3 separate regions of the Sus scrofa genome follow, and regions 1 and 3 are each linked to region 2. A link is a contact called in public Hi-C data. All regions are on one chromosome and are shown on one strand. The core of a region is the stretch at or near the end of the contact, and the rest is flanking DNA. Distances in the headings are between cores, read along the strand shown. Region 1 overlaps ANKRD44 (serine/threonine-protein phosphatase 6 regulatory ankyrin repeat subunit B). Region 2 overlaps ANKRD44 (serine/threonine-protein phosphatase 6 regulatory ankyrin repeat subunit B). Region 3 overlaps ANKRD44 (serine/threonine-protein phosphatase 6 regulatory ankyrin repeat subunit B).

What was found. Hi-C and Micro-C count contacts between places; a contact is called where the count stands out from the background.
Region 1: a contact with region 2 is called in a Hi-C map of liver, with 2.0 times the contacts expected there. The contact joins two enhancer-like sites. A contact is called at or near these places in 1 of 5 promoter capture datasets (liver), 12 of 47 Hi-C or Micro-C datasets (brain, embryonic fibroblasts, epiblast stem cells and 8 more) and 1 of 2 datasets of contacts at active chromatin or transcription factors (alveolar macrophages).
Region 3: a contact with region 2 is called in a Hi-C map of liver, with 4 times the contacts expected there. The contact joins two enhancer-like sites. A contact is called at or near these places in 2 of 47 Hi-C or Micro-C datasets (brain and liver).

Annotation. Positions count from the first base shown.
Region 1 is chr15:100,896,648-100,901,008 of Sscrofa11.1, forward strand. It overlaps ANKRD44 (serine/threonine-protein phosphatase 6 regulatory ankyrin repeat subunit B), which reads right to left. Exons shown (of 28, transcript XM_021076238.1): 18 at 1,830-2,031. Among named protein-coding and RNA genes, the nearest start is that of PGAP1, 78 kb to the left of the region's middle. Within about 2 kb of position 2,719, at least 7 of the 83 cell types and tissues checked have an H3K27ac peak or open chromatin away from gene starts, as enhancers often do. A contact at or near this core is called in liver, where this site is marked.
Region 2 is chr15:101,090,354-101,094,345 of Sscrofa11.1, forward strand. The region is part of intron 1 of ANKRD44 (serine/threonine-protein phosphatase 6 regulatory ankyrin repeat subunit B); the gene reads right to left. Among named protein-coding and RNA genes, the nearest start is that of ANKRD44, 120 kb to the right of the region's middle. Within about 2 kb of position 2,523, at least 18 of the 83 cell types and tissues checked have an H3K27ac peak or open chromatin away from gene starts, as enhancers often do. A contact at or near this core is called in liver, where this site is marked.
Region 3 is chr15:100,914,482-100,918,691 of Sscrofa11.1, forward strand. All of the region lies in intron 16 of ANKRD44 (serine/threonine-protein phosphatase 6 regulatory ankyrin repeat subunit B), which reads right to left. Among named protein-coding and RNA genes, the nearest start is that of PGAP1, 96 kb to the left of the region's middle. Within about 2 kb of position 1,785, at least 19 of the 83 cell types and tissues checked have an H3K27ac peak or open chromatin away from gene starts, as enhancers often do. A contact at or near this core is called in liver, where this site is marked.

The sequences.
Region 1 (4,361 bases), core at 1,469-3,968, 190 kb before region 2:
TGAGTTGGAAAAGATTCTGGAAAAGCAGATTCTCAAAGCACAGGCTAAACGCTTCTGCACAGCAGACATTTTGTGGTGAAGAGAGTCAAATGACAAACCTGCATCTTTTTAATGAATGACAAGGGAAATCCAAAAGGAGTGAGTCTTCTTGACCACTAGGGGGCTCCAATGGACCACAACCCATATGACAGCAGCAAATGAGGGACAGTGATTATTCTTCATTGTTTATCTGTCCAGGAGGGTGATTTTCCACAATCAAAAAAGCCCCTTTGTAATTATCAGGAAGTACATGGTAAACTAAAGCAGGATGCTTGCCTTAAAAATGGGCAACTGATATTTAAAAAGGAGCTAGGATTTCCCTTTGTGGCTTAGTGGTAACAAACCTGACTAGTATCCATGAGGACACGGGTTCGATCCCTGACCCCACTCAGTTGCCATGAGCTGTGGTGTAGGTGGAAGATGCGGCTCAAATCTTGCGTTGCTGTGGCTGTGGTGTAGGCTGGGAGCTGCAGCTCCAATTGGACCCCTAGCCTGGGAACTTACACATGCCATGAGTGCAGCCCTAAAAAATAAAATAAAAATAAATAAATAAATAGAAGAACTAAATGTAAGCTTTCTGATAATACCAAGAATGCCTAGAACACTAAACTTTACAATAATACTTATAAATAACAAAAATACCAAAAAGACTAAATGTGTTGGGAAATAAGAATTTATCATTTAACCATACCAACCATTGCTGACCTCATGGCTAAAGTTTTCTCTGACAACAATCATTTCCAGATAATTAGGCAACACTTTTTCAGTCTCCATTTTTTTTTTCTTTAGTGGTTTGGAAATTCAGGGATCTGGATGGCAATACTTCTATAAGATTTAACATTTTCTCAAATACAAGATTTTCAAAATTTTTTTCAAGAATCATAAAAGTTTCCCCATTACCTTTACATCTGTGTTTATGTCTAGAAGTGTCTGAACACAGTTCTAATTTATGTTTATGGAAGAAAAATCCCAGAGAAAGCAAATTACTTTTTTATCAATACATGCATTCTTTAAGAGTCTCTATTTGTACACCTGATGCATCAAGAATCAGAGCAAAAGGGAAGAAGTCTCATTTAGGCTGGCAGAAGGACAAACGGAGTAGACTGCTGTCTGATGACTCCTCTTATGAAGCAGCTCTGAAATACCACTAGCTTTATTCTTCAAAATGCTGTGTGATTTTTGTTCTAGGTACCTTATCTAAAGATCACAATACACCTTTGCCCCCCCCTTTCAGAAAGTTTTGTGACTGTCGTTGGCCAAAGATTCTGAACTCACTTTTGAAGATGAAAGTCAGATGCAGCATAGGGGATTTTTAGGGCAGAATGATGGATACATGTCATTATACATCTGTATAATGTATGACACCAAGAGTGGACCCTAATGTAAACCATGGGCTCGGATGATTATGATGTGTCAGTGCAGGTTCATCCATTGTAATAAATGCACCACTCTGGTGAGGGGTGTTGATAATGGGGGAGGCTATGCATGTGCGGGAGATGGGGACTATGTGGAAAATGCTTGTACTTTCTTCTCCATTTTCATGTGAACCTAAAACTGCTCTAAAAATACAGTCTCTAAAGAAGAAGGCCAGAGCATCCCTGGACATAGAACATTAATCATCCCCAAGTGGAGAGTAAGCCAAAAGCGTTTTGGAAGAGTGCAGGCATGTCTGACATAGAAAGAAAACAGATATTTTAAAACCTGGGATGAAAGAAGATGCTGCCATCCTTTTACTCAAATGCATAAGTGTGTTTCAAAACTAGGGTAATCAGACTCCTGACAAGACCTACCTGAGGCATGAAGTGGGGTTCTTTTGGTTACATTGTCTTTCACAAAGATGGATGCACCCTGATTGATAAGTGCTTCCACACATTCTGTGTGTCCCTTAAAGGCAGCCAGGTCCAGAGCCGTGCGGCCTTTCTCATCCCTGATGTCCAGGTCCACCAGCGACTGCAGAAGGACTTCCAAGGCCTGGTGGTGCCCATTGTAGGCCTGCAAAGAAGAAACCAACAACTCAAATGCATGCTCAGTCTCCCAGGTCACAGACAGACCACTCCAAAGAGCACATCAGGAGTTCCCGTTGTGGCTCAGCAGGTGAATAACTCGACATAGTGTCCATAAGGATGCGGGTTTGATCCTTGGCCTCACTCAGTGGGTTGAGGATCTGCCATTGCCACAAGCTGCAGCTTGGATCTGGCATTGCTGAGGCTGTGGTGTAGGCCAACAGCTGCAGCTCCTATTTGACTCCTAGCCCAGGAACTTCCATACACCACAGGTGCAGCCATAAAAAGGAAAAAAAAATTTCAAGGAGCACATCAGAGAGAGGCTTGGGATAATTATTGAAGCATAGGTGAAACCAGAGTTAGGAAAATTTTAATGCACAGTCCTGTTACATATGAATTTCTTTAGGTTCTTTCGCTTTTGTCAAACAGTTTGCTCTAAAGTTACTAAACGTATTAATACATTCTTGTATTTATAGCTACCAATCTAATACAGACGAACAGCTAAGTGAATTAATTCTTTTATCTACCAGTTCAGACCTAAATACTGACACAATCAGAATATTTTTTTTCCGGAGAGTTTTCTGTTAAACCTTGAGGGGAAAAAAAAAATCGCTAAAAGCACTGTGGACTTTGTAACTCAGCAGAAGCATACTGACCTTCTGTTACAGTCAACATTTTAATTTCAACCATGTGATCGGGGTAAGTTTCTTAATTTCACTTAGCATTTGTTTCCTCATCTACAAAATGAGAGCAATAAAAGCTGCCTTCCCAGGAAGATGAGAAGAGATAAAACTGCATGGTTTTGCACAGTATCAAATATATAGCTGATGCTTCCTCTCTCTGCTTTGTTTCTTCCATTGATTATAACGAAAATGTACGAACGATTATGGGAAGACTATTCCAAATATCAGTGCCATGTTCAAACGTATCGTGAGATTCTATGCTGTTTAAAATTGGAGTTCCCGTCGTGGCGCAGTGGTTAACGAATCCGACTAGGAACCATGAGGTTGCGGGTTCGATCCCTGGTCTTGCTCAATGGGTTAACCATCCAGTGTTGCTGATCTGGCATTGCCGTGAGCTGTGGTGTAGGTCACAGATGCGGCTCAGATCCCGCGTTGCTGTGGCTCTGGCGTAGGCTGGCAGCTACAGCTCTGATTTGACCCCTAGCCTGGGAACCTCCATATGCCACAGGAGCGGCCCAAGAAATGGCAAAAAGACAAAAAAATAAAAATAAAAAAAATAAATAAAATAAGGAGGCTTCATGCTACTAAGCCATAAAACTAAAAAGTCTGAAAGATGATTTTTATTAAGGCTATAAGGTAAAAAAATGTTCATGCACACACAGGGCAAAGGACATTGAAATAAAAGAGAGAGAAGGGATTAGGATGGGTGTTGGTGGAACGAAGTACAGAGGGAGACAAAGGAAAAGCCTGTCCCAGAGCCTTCAGCAGCCACAAGCACAAGCAGCCTCTCATGTCTCCTTTGCTTTCTGTTTTTCTGCTGCAGCAATTCCTCAAGGCACGATTTATGTGAAAAAAGGCTTAGCACAGACAAGAGACTCATTTCCTTCATACACAGAGAGTTTATACAAACCATTTTAAAAACTAGGAAAACGTGTAAAAAAACACTGAAAAGACAGCTCACAGAAAAAGAAATAGAAAAGGTCAATAAACATATAAAAACATTAGGTAACTTTTTAGGGTACTATTTTTTAACGACCAAATGGCAATGATTAAGTTTGGGCATGTCTAGTATTTGTTAAGACATGGTGGAATAAAAGCAATCTATGTTCTCTTGGTGGGAGTATAGATTGGTGTGACATTTGTGGAGGGTGATCTGACAAAATCTATCAAAAATTTAAAAAAAAACTAAGTGGCAAATACACATATAACAATTTCATAAAAAGCAAATACATCCAGATATACACATCTCTATGTGTATATCTATATTTGCAGAAAATTTTGGACAGATACAAAGGAATAATTGCATGGACTTATTTCACCTTCTCTTTTAAAAAATCATTTGAGTGTTTTTCCCAAGTACATGTAAACTACCACAACAACAAAAACTAGATTAAAAGCACCCATGAGATTTAAGGCTACTGACAGGAATTGTTTCTAAAACTTTCTCATTACATTATTTTTGTGAATGATTATGGTTATTATGCTACATAGTAAACATATATATTATATGTGTAGTATATTAACTCACATGCTGATGAATCCTAAATTTATATCCCAGTTCTAACTTCATTTACTCTGTAGGACTTGTATATGCAACTGCCTATTGATATTTCCACTTGCATATCTAATATTCATC
Region 2 (3,992 bases), core at 1,273-3,772:
ATAGCTGATGTAGCAATAATCTGGCCATACAAAACCATCAGTTTACAAGAACATGCTGAAACACTTCATTAGGTAACAACTGGGTTTTGTGAGGCAGCGCTTGTGTTTTTACAAAAAGAATAATAAAAATTTGTTCGAGTCACTAGATTTAATGGACAGAACTTGTTAGCTCTATTCCTGTGGGTCCTACTGTGTAATCCACTGAAAGGATGCCATTGAGTGCTTCCTGAACACAGATCACTCTTTACTTGGGGAGAAGTCCACTCCATCACAGAAGGACAATGATGATCATTGAATCAAAATCTGTATCCCTTCAGAACTGTATAAAATACACTGAGTGCTCACAAGCATTGTTTAATGTGAGACTACATTCTGAAAATGTCTCTTACCAACTATGCTGAAGAGTAAATGCCTACAATATTTCCAATTATTAAAAGAGAAAAAGCATAAAATTCCACATATCAGTAATACCTTCTCTCTATGCAGCTATTTATTAATTTTATACTTAATATTATATACTTAATGTATACTATGACAAAATCTATGTCCTCAAAATAGGAAAAAAATTATCTAGCCTTTTCCAAAATGAAAATAACACACAGGCATTGACTATTTGGTTATTCAAGGACCAATTATTCAGGTTTTGAAACATTCACATCCTTTGTTGCACCTTCCTTTCCTGAGATCCTTCTTGGCTATTTCTCTCCTCTTTAAGATTACTCATTAGCACCTTCCCAGAGAAGAGCTGGCCAGAGGAAAAATGAAACCCAGGCATGTCAACTTTGCTACTAGTTACTCACAAAAGGTTAGGTAAAAGGAAATGATGAAACAACAGTATCAGTTAGATTGAAATCTGGAGGCAATGTTGCTTTTAACAGACCTTGAGATCTTTTTTTTTTTCTGCCACAATAGGGAGATTCATGTATGGTAAAACTGATTTAGGATTAAATCTTAGCCATGGTTTCCTCATCTATAATATAAGGTTACCATAGCCATTTTATAAAACATGTTTCCAAAATGACATAATACTTACAGCACCTCCTATGTGGGGCCAGATGCCTCGTATGTACTCAATAAAAATAATTAGTGTTGATTTTGAGGTAACAAGTTCAAAAACTGTAAGAGTTCCCTCGTGGTGCAGCAGGGTAAGGATCTGGCATTGTCACTGTGGTGGCTTGGGTCGCTGCTGTGGTTTGATTCCTGGCCTGAGAAGTTCCATGTGCCATGGGTGCAGCCAAAAAAAAAAAAAAAAGATTTTTTTTTTTTCAAGGCAAGAGCTTTTATGTCCAACCATGCTACAGTAGGAAAAATTGGGGATGCGGGGAGCTGTCCTTAAAATGTATAGAACAAATAAGTTAGGATTATAACCCACTCAACACCACCAGTAAAGCAGAGGGGTCCATCACACTGGGAAAAGAAGCAGTTACACACAGGCAGGGGACTGAAAATCACACAGAGCCTGACTTGGCCTTTGTTACACCAGGCAACCTCAAAAATGTTGCACAATCTCTCTGTACTCAGGGGTCTAATCTATAAAGTCAAATAACAGCAACTCTCCTGACTAATACATCATCTCTCTTGACTAATCCAACTCTGCCTCATATTTATGTCCACTGGATGGGGAGTGAAATCATAATTTTACTATGAAAGATTATTACAAACATATACCATTATACTTTTTCTTTATGATCTCCTGATGGTCATCCAGGAGATTAATTCCCTCTCTGGAGCTGTGAGGGGGGTCAAATGATGTGCCTGTTAGGGCAAAGTTGAGGCCAGAATTTAATTTTCTTGATTCTCCCGGCTCAGTACTTTCTTTCTCTCACCTGTCATGTGACTACAATACAATACAATACAGAATAAACAAATAATTCCTGACGAGGAATTCAGCTTCAGTATCTTTTTTTATGATGAAAATATAGTTCATTTACAACAGTGTACCAATTTCTGCTGTACAGCCTCCGTTTCAGTGTATTTTCTGTATAGAGATATGCTGTTTACACTCATAAGGGAAAATGTCTCCATATCTCTTCTGTGTGTCTGTGTATACATATACATACATGTATGTGCACAGAGAGTGACTATCTATGTGTATCTGTTTCTAGACATAGTTACCCCCAACAAAATAACTAACAAAATAAACAATCTTGCCACAAGTTGGAAAACAAAAAGCTACAATCTTTCAACCTGGAGGTCAGGCGGAGGGCAGCTCTGTCTAGATTGAGCTATCAGAGAGAAGGTAGGCTGCAAAGTGGATTTTGAATGAGAGTGTGGAGTGCATTTTTCATGGTGGAGACTAGGAGATGATGAGATTAGGGGGAGGAGGAAAAAAAAGAAATGGGCTGGGGGAAGCACCACGCCAGCAGAAGGAGTTTTAACTCAATCTTCAGAGCAAACAGGAACTGGAGGTCTTGAGCAAGAAAACGACACAGAGTTTTTGCAAACATTTCATCTGGCCACAGCGTGGGCTGAGCTTTGGGGGAGGAGAGAATGGAGCTAGGGAGCTCAGTTAGAAGACCATTGCTGCAACCCAAGGCATCCCAGGAGAGAACTTTCTGATCTTCATTTACCTCCGGCTCCCCAACTGCAGTGTACAGAGATACTGTGGAAACAACAGATAACTGCTTTTAATTCTTTGATGTTGCTCTATTCCTGGATGCAAATTTGGCTCAGCCTCTTGGCTCCTTTCCTTTACTCTTTATATATAGCCCAAATCTCCTGCCCCCGAGACACTACTGTTTCCAGGTGAAACTAAGGTTACTTCCTTTAGCTCCTGGAACACTTCCATCTTTTCCCCAACAGAACCTCCATGGAAATAAGTTCTGTTTTGTCAGACTTGTCACTTGAGCACTGAATTTAAATCATAGCATTTCAAAAATAGGCCACAACCATAAAGAGAAAAAAAGCAAAGCAAAACAACGCAGACATACTCTGCCAAATGCCATATTTTTATTGGACTCCGCTGCCAACTACCCACATCTTTTTTCACTCTGTCTAGTTTCAAATGGCTTGAGATCAAATCTAAACTTTAGCTAAGTCAATTAAGCAGTGTTCAGGAGTTAACATTTAGAGAAAGTTAATTTAAGCAAGAGCAAAATGGATCCAAGAGGTTAGTTTTTGCTGCATATTTACATCAGTATAATTTTAGTGAAACAAAAGGAACAACAATATACTTCTACAGTGGCTTCCTATTTTGAGAAATTTTTATAGAAGTTTTATTTCCTAGCTTAGCTTTGCTTACATTCTCAGTATAATTGTATGTTAGAGCACACTGAATTCATGTGGTATCAAATATTAATGGTAATTTAACAATGTTAATCAATATAAGCCACTTTAGTGATTTTTGTGGGGAAAAAAAATGCATATGGCCAGAAGATGAATTTTAAGGTAATAAGTGTATTCAGTGTAATTTCTCTGTGCGGATGCAGAAAGCAGTTCTCTGTTTTAGGATGCAATGTACAAACATGACTTTTTATTAATATCTGGTATTGCATCCCTTATCATAATAAGGACAACGCTAACATAGTGTTCCTTTAAAAAATGACAGAAAGTTAATTATAGTAATATTCTCTTGTGATCTAGAGTAATAATACCTTTTGAGAATATATGGAATTGGAAGGCAAATAGAGCAATCCAGGTGTCCTTTAAAAACAAAATCAATGTGTAGGAATACAGGGCATTCACTGGGAAGGTGGCAATTTCCTGTTATATCTGAGGGGGGTGGAATGACCACATACGAGATAGATGAATTAACTCAGTCACATGAAGTCACTCATGATTCAGGCAAACTCCAAATTGGGTCTGTTAGAACCTGGATTCTCTCAAAAGCCACCTTTTGCCCAGTCAAGTCTTTCCAAAGCCCATGAGAATTTCCCTTTAAACCTCCTCTTCTGACTGTAGTTCTTTTTCTTTGAATTCCATATTCATTCCTTAGAAAGGGAGGCAGCAGTTAAACTCTCACCATCTCTCCCCTGGGAACCAGATGGAGGATT
Region 3 (4,210 bases), core at 535-3,034, 180 kb before region 2:
AAAGCAGCATCATAAAAAGCAATGAGTTCTGCACATACAGCTTGCAGCTATAAATCAAAGAATGTAATTTTATATGTATAATACAAAGCAAACTAGTTATAACCTTCTTTTAAGGCTGCTTCCACTTAATATTTCTTCTGGCTTATCATCAACATTTACACAATCCATGCATTCACATACTAGTTTTCACACTGAATTACTCTCATAAATCCAATGTACACATCTAATATGTCACCATTGGTTTCTACTGGTGCAATAAAAAAAATCTGCACTCATATTCCAAGGATCGACCTGTTCTTCTGCCTCAACAATTTATTAAAATGGGTGCTTTAATAAAGTCTTTAGCTGGACTACTTAATCTTATTCCTTGTTACTCCAAAATCCCAGAATTGCTTCTTTTCTCTTATGAAGCTTGTATGGAGAGTCTCTCATTGCTTGACCCCACTTCTTCTCCCACAGCCTCTTCCAACCACCTTATATTTGTCAAGACCCTCTTGGTGAAAAAAATAAAACAGAAGGCTTGAGATTCAAGCTACTCCCAACCCCCCACAAGTAAAGATGGGCATCTGAAGTAGGAATTGAGAGAAAGAAGCTAGCACGGGAGCAAGCAGGCTTTTCAACCACCTTATTTATTTATTTTAATTTTTTTGGTCTTTTTGCTATTTCTTGGGCTGCTCCCGCAGCATATGGAGGTTCCCAGGCTAGGGGTCGAATCAGAGCTGTAGCCGCCAGCCTACACCACAGCCACAGCAACGTGGGATCTGAGCCGCATCTGCAACCTTCACCACAGCTCACGGCAACGCCAGATCCTTAACCCACTGAGCAAGGGCAGGGACCGAGCCCGCAACCTCATGGTTCCTAGTCGGATTCATTAACCACTGTGCCACGACAGGAACTCCTCAACCACCTTATTTGTGGAATATGAATCCTCCTGTTGAAGTGTGCGGTGGCTGGGATGCTCTATATTTTGGGGGGGGGGTGATAAAACATTTGTATTTAGGATTATAACAATTCATGGGACATTTTCTGAATTAGGAAGGCATTTCCATAGGACTGGAGGGCTCACACAAAGAATACCTCAACCACTTGGATTTAAAAGCAGCAGAGGTAATAGGATCCCTCTTTCTCTACAAAGTGAATCTGTGATAACAAAATCAGGAAGAAATAAGAACTTGATGGTAAGCCAACTGGCCGCTGGGTTAAGAAAACAGCAATCTTATCCAAAATTGTGAGGAAACACATAAATATTATACTTGAGCTGGAAACCCAAGCTTTATAAGCAGTAGAGCTTATGGCTGGCTATTTGAAAACATGGCAGGAAAAAATTCAGGGATCTCAAGAGACCTCAAGCTGAACTAAACCCATTTCTAAAAGGGCTATTTAAGAGAGCAGAAAGCAAGTATGGCTCAGACTGTAAACACAGAAATGTGTAGCCAGTGGGTCTGTGAGATAACCCTCACCCTTGTTGGTTCTGGTTAGACTCCGACTAGTTCCCACAAATGAGGAAGGCGAGGAGGAGCTGGGGAACCAATCAGAAAATATCCATGGGGATCAGGTCAAGGAGGTTCTCTGAGGAAAGTTTTAAAAATGGATTTATTTCTCTTTTCGCAGCAAGGACTGAGAGGGCATTTATGAGTCTTCAAGTCTGTAAAGGGCTGGAAGTAGGCCAAGGCCCTGGAAAGTTGGCACCTCTGTCAGAAATTCTAGTGCACATTCCACTTGTCTGTGTTTGAGAATGAAATGCAATTTGGGCAACCTCAAGGCCATTCCTGAGTCAACTGTGCTGTGACCTGGCTCTGGCTCAGGCCAGAAGAGGGGGCTGGTCCTGCAGAAGTTTCAGACCACCCAGCCTGTGTCACTCCATTCAGAGGGTCCCAGGAGAAAGCTTGGGGGATCCCACAGATCTTTGAGTCTCAGAATGAATATGCTATTCCAGGCCATACTGGACCTCAGTGGACCCCAGGCCTCTGGGTCTAAACCAGAATAAACTAGCTTCCTCATGATGGCACATCAGTAACAGCAGTGCCAACCTGTTTCTCATGATTCTGCTCACATCCCTTCACAGCTATTAGAAAAAGCGTGTTGCTTGAAATTGTTATTAACAACAATTGCCGGAAATTCAGTGGTTTCTAGAAATGTATGAATCTAATCTAATTTCTGCCTCCTCTACTCAGTTGCATAAGTAAGGAGCCATTAACTTTCTACACTTGTGGAAGTCAAGGTCTATGCAACTTCAAAAGGAGATAACACAAATTAAGGACGGTGCTACTAGAAGCTTAGCTAGATTAAGTTTCCATTTCTTCTTGGGAGCCAATTTTGATTACTGTGCTTATCTCCTCCCTCCAGTGTGTATTCAGTTCCTGGTGATTTCCTTGCCAATTAAAAGGCAGAAGAGCCTGTAGTATGTGTAAGGAAGGCTAATGAAACCGGCTGTGAAAAAGTCAAATGGAAGATATAAAGTGCCTGGTGCTCCAAAACTATCTTACAAGAGTCTTAAAAATGTTCATATTCTTTGACCCTAAACCTACTTCAGACTATCGTGAGAAAGTGTTAAGCCCAGAGCCATTCAATAGTGAAACTGTGTAAATAATCTAAACAGCAGAAGAATGTCAGTTATGTCTGATCCAATAATTGAACATTATCTAGCATAAGCAATGCTAGAAAGTGCTTTAATAGCATTGGGAAAAGATTATATCATAACATTTTATGGAAAAATACCAATGCACAAAAATCACAGATTTAATATTACTTCATATATATGTAAAACAAAATATTTGAGAAGATGACTGGAAGAAAACATACCAGAAGGGTTAATAATAGCTGCTTTATGGTGGAAGGACTTTAGGTATTTGATCTCTTCTTTCCACTTTTCTACATATTCTAAACTTTCTATAACAAATATAGCTTAGTAAAGAATAAGATAGATTTGTATTTAAAAGGGAGGTGATTGAATCAAATGATTTCCAAGGACCCTTTGGCTATATTCTGCATCATATCCAGTCAAAATTTGGGGGGGGGGGCAATGTTTTCATGACCATGACTAGTATATCTTTACTAAAGCAATAATACCATTCTGGCCAGTCTTACTGTTGATGAAGTATATTCCTTAATGGCTATTAAATTGAAAATTCCTTAGGGGCAGGGACTACTTGTACCAGGGAGTAGGCATTCAATAAATGTTCACTGAATTTAATTTAAATCTGATAAGTGAATGAGAAAGCATTAATGGAAATAATTACAGGGTGATAACACATTTGCTTGCCTGCTTTGACACTGCAAAACTATCAAAAACATTACTGATATTTTATATTTTGGATGGGTTTTCCCTTTAAAAAGCAATTTGAATCCCATATTCATTGCCACATCTAGGAAATCAACCCAGCCAGCAAATGCAGAAACAAACTCGACCTTTCATAGATCATGGTCTTGTAACTGAAAAATGCTCTAGGCTAAGTGTGTCTTTCTAAACCACAATGTCAGTTTGCTGTTAAGAGGTAGTGGTAGGACTCATCCTGAGGGGAACCTCTGCCCTTCTGTCATAAGGACATAAGGAAGAGTAATATTAAACTTTGATACGATTGATAGACCAATACTATGAAGAAGGTAAGATACTGGTAAAAGAATTCCAAACACATTCTCTGGTTGCAAATACCTAAACCAGTCCAGAGAAAACCAGATAATGTTTTTGAAGTAACAAAACTGATTCTTTCATCTTGGCACGAGCATTCCAGATAAGGAAGAATATTAAAATGAACTCATAAGAAATCAGCCACTCCCTTTAGGGATACCATGTCATGATTCCTGAAAACACAAGAACTCACCCAAGGTTGAAGCCAAAACTGATTATGAAGGGAGCGAGGGTTTTAACTAACCAAAGGCATTGCAAAGGACATGGCAGAAGCCATCTCACATGTAAAAAGAAATCAACGCAGTGCTCCCTTTTTATTCTCGAGGTTCCACAGCAGCTTTGGAGTTCCATGACTTAACTCATGCTCAGAAGTCCTAAGTTTAATTTTTAAAAGTATAAAATGCCTATATCTGGGTTAAACAGAATCAGAAGGCATAAATCACCTTAATAAAGAAACAATTCTTGGAGTTCCGGATGTGGTGCAGCAGGTTAAGGATCTGGCATTGTCTCTGAGGTGGCGTGGGTTTCTTTCCCTGGCCCAGTGCAGTGGGTTAAGGATGGCAAAGTGACACAGGCTCCAGC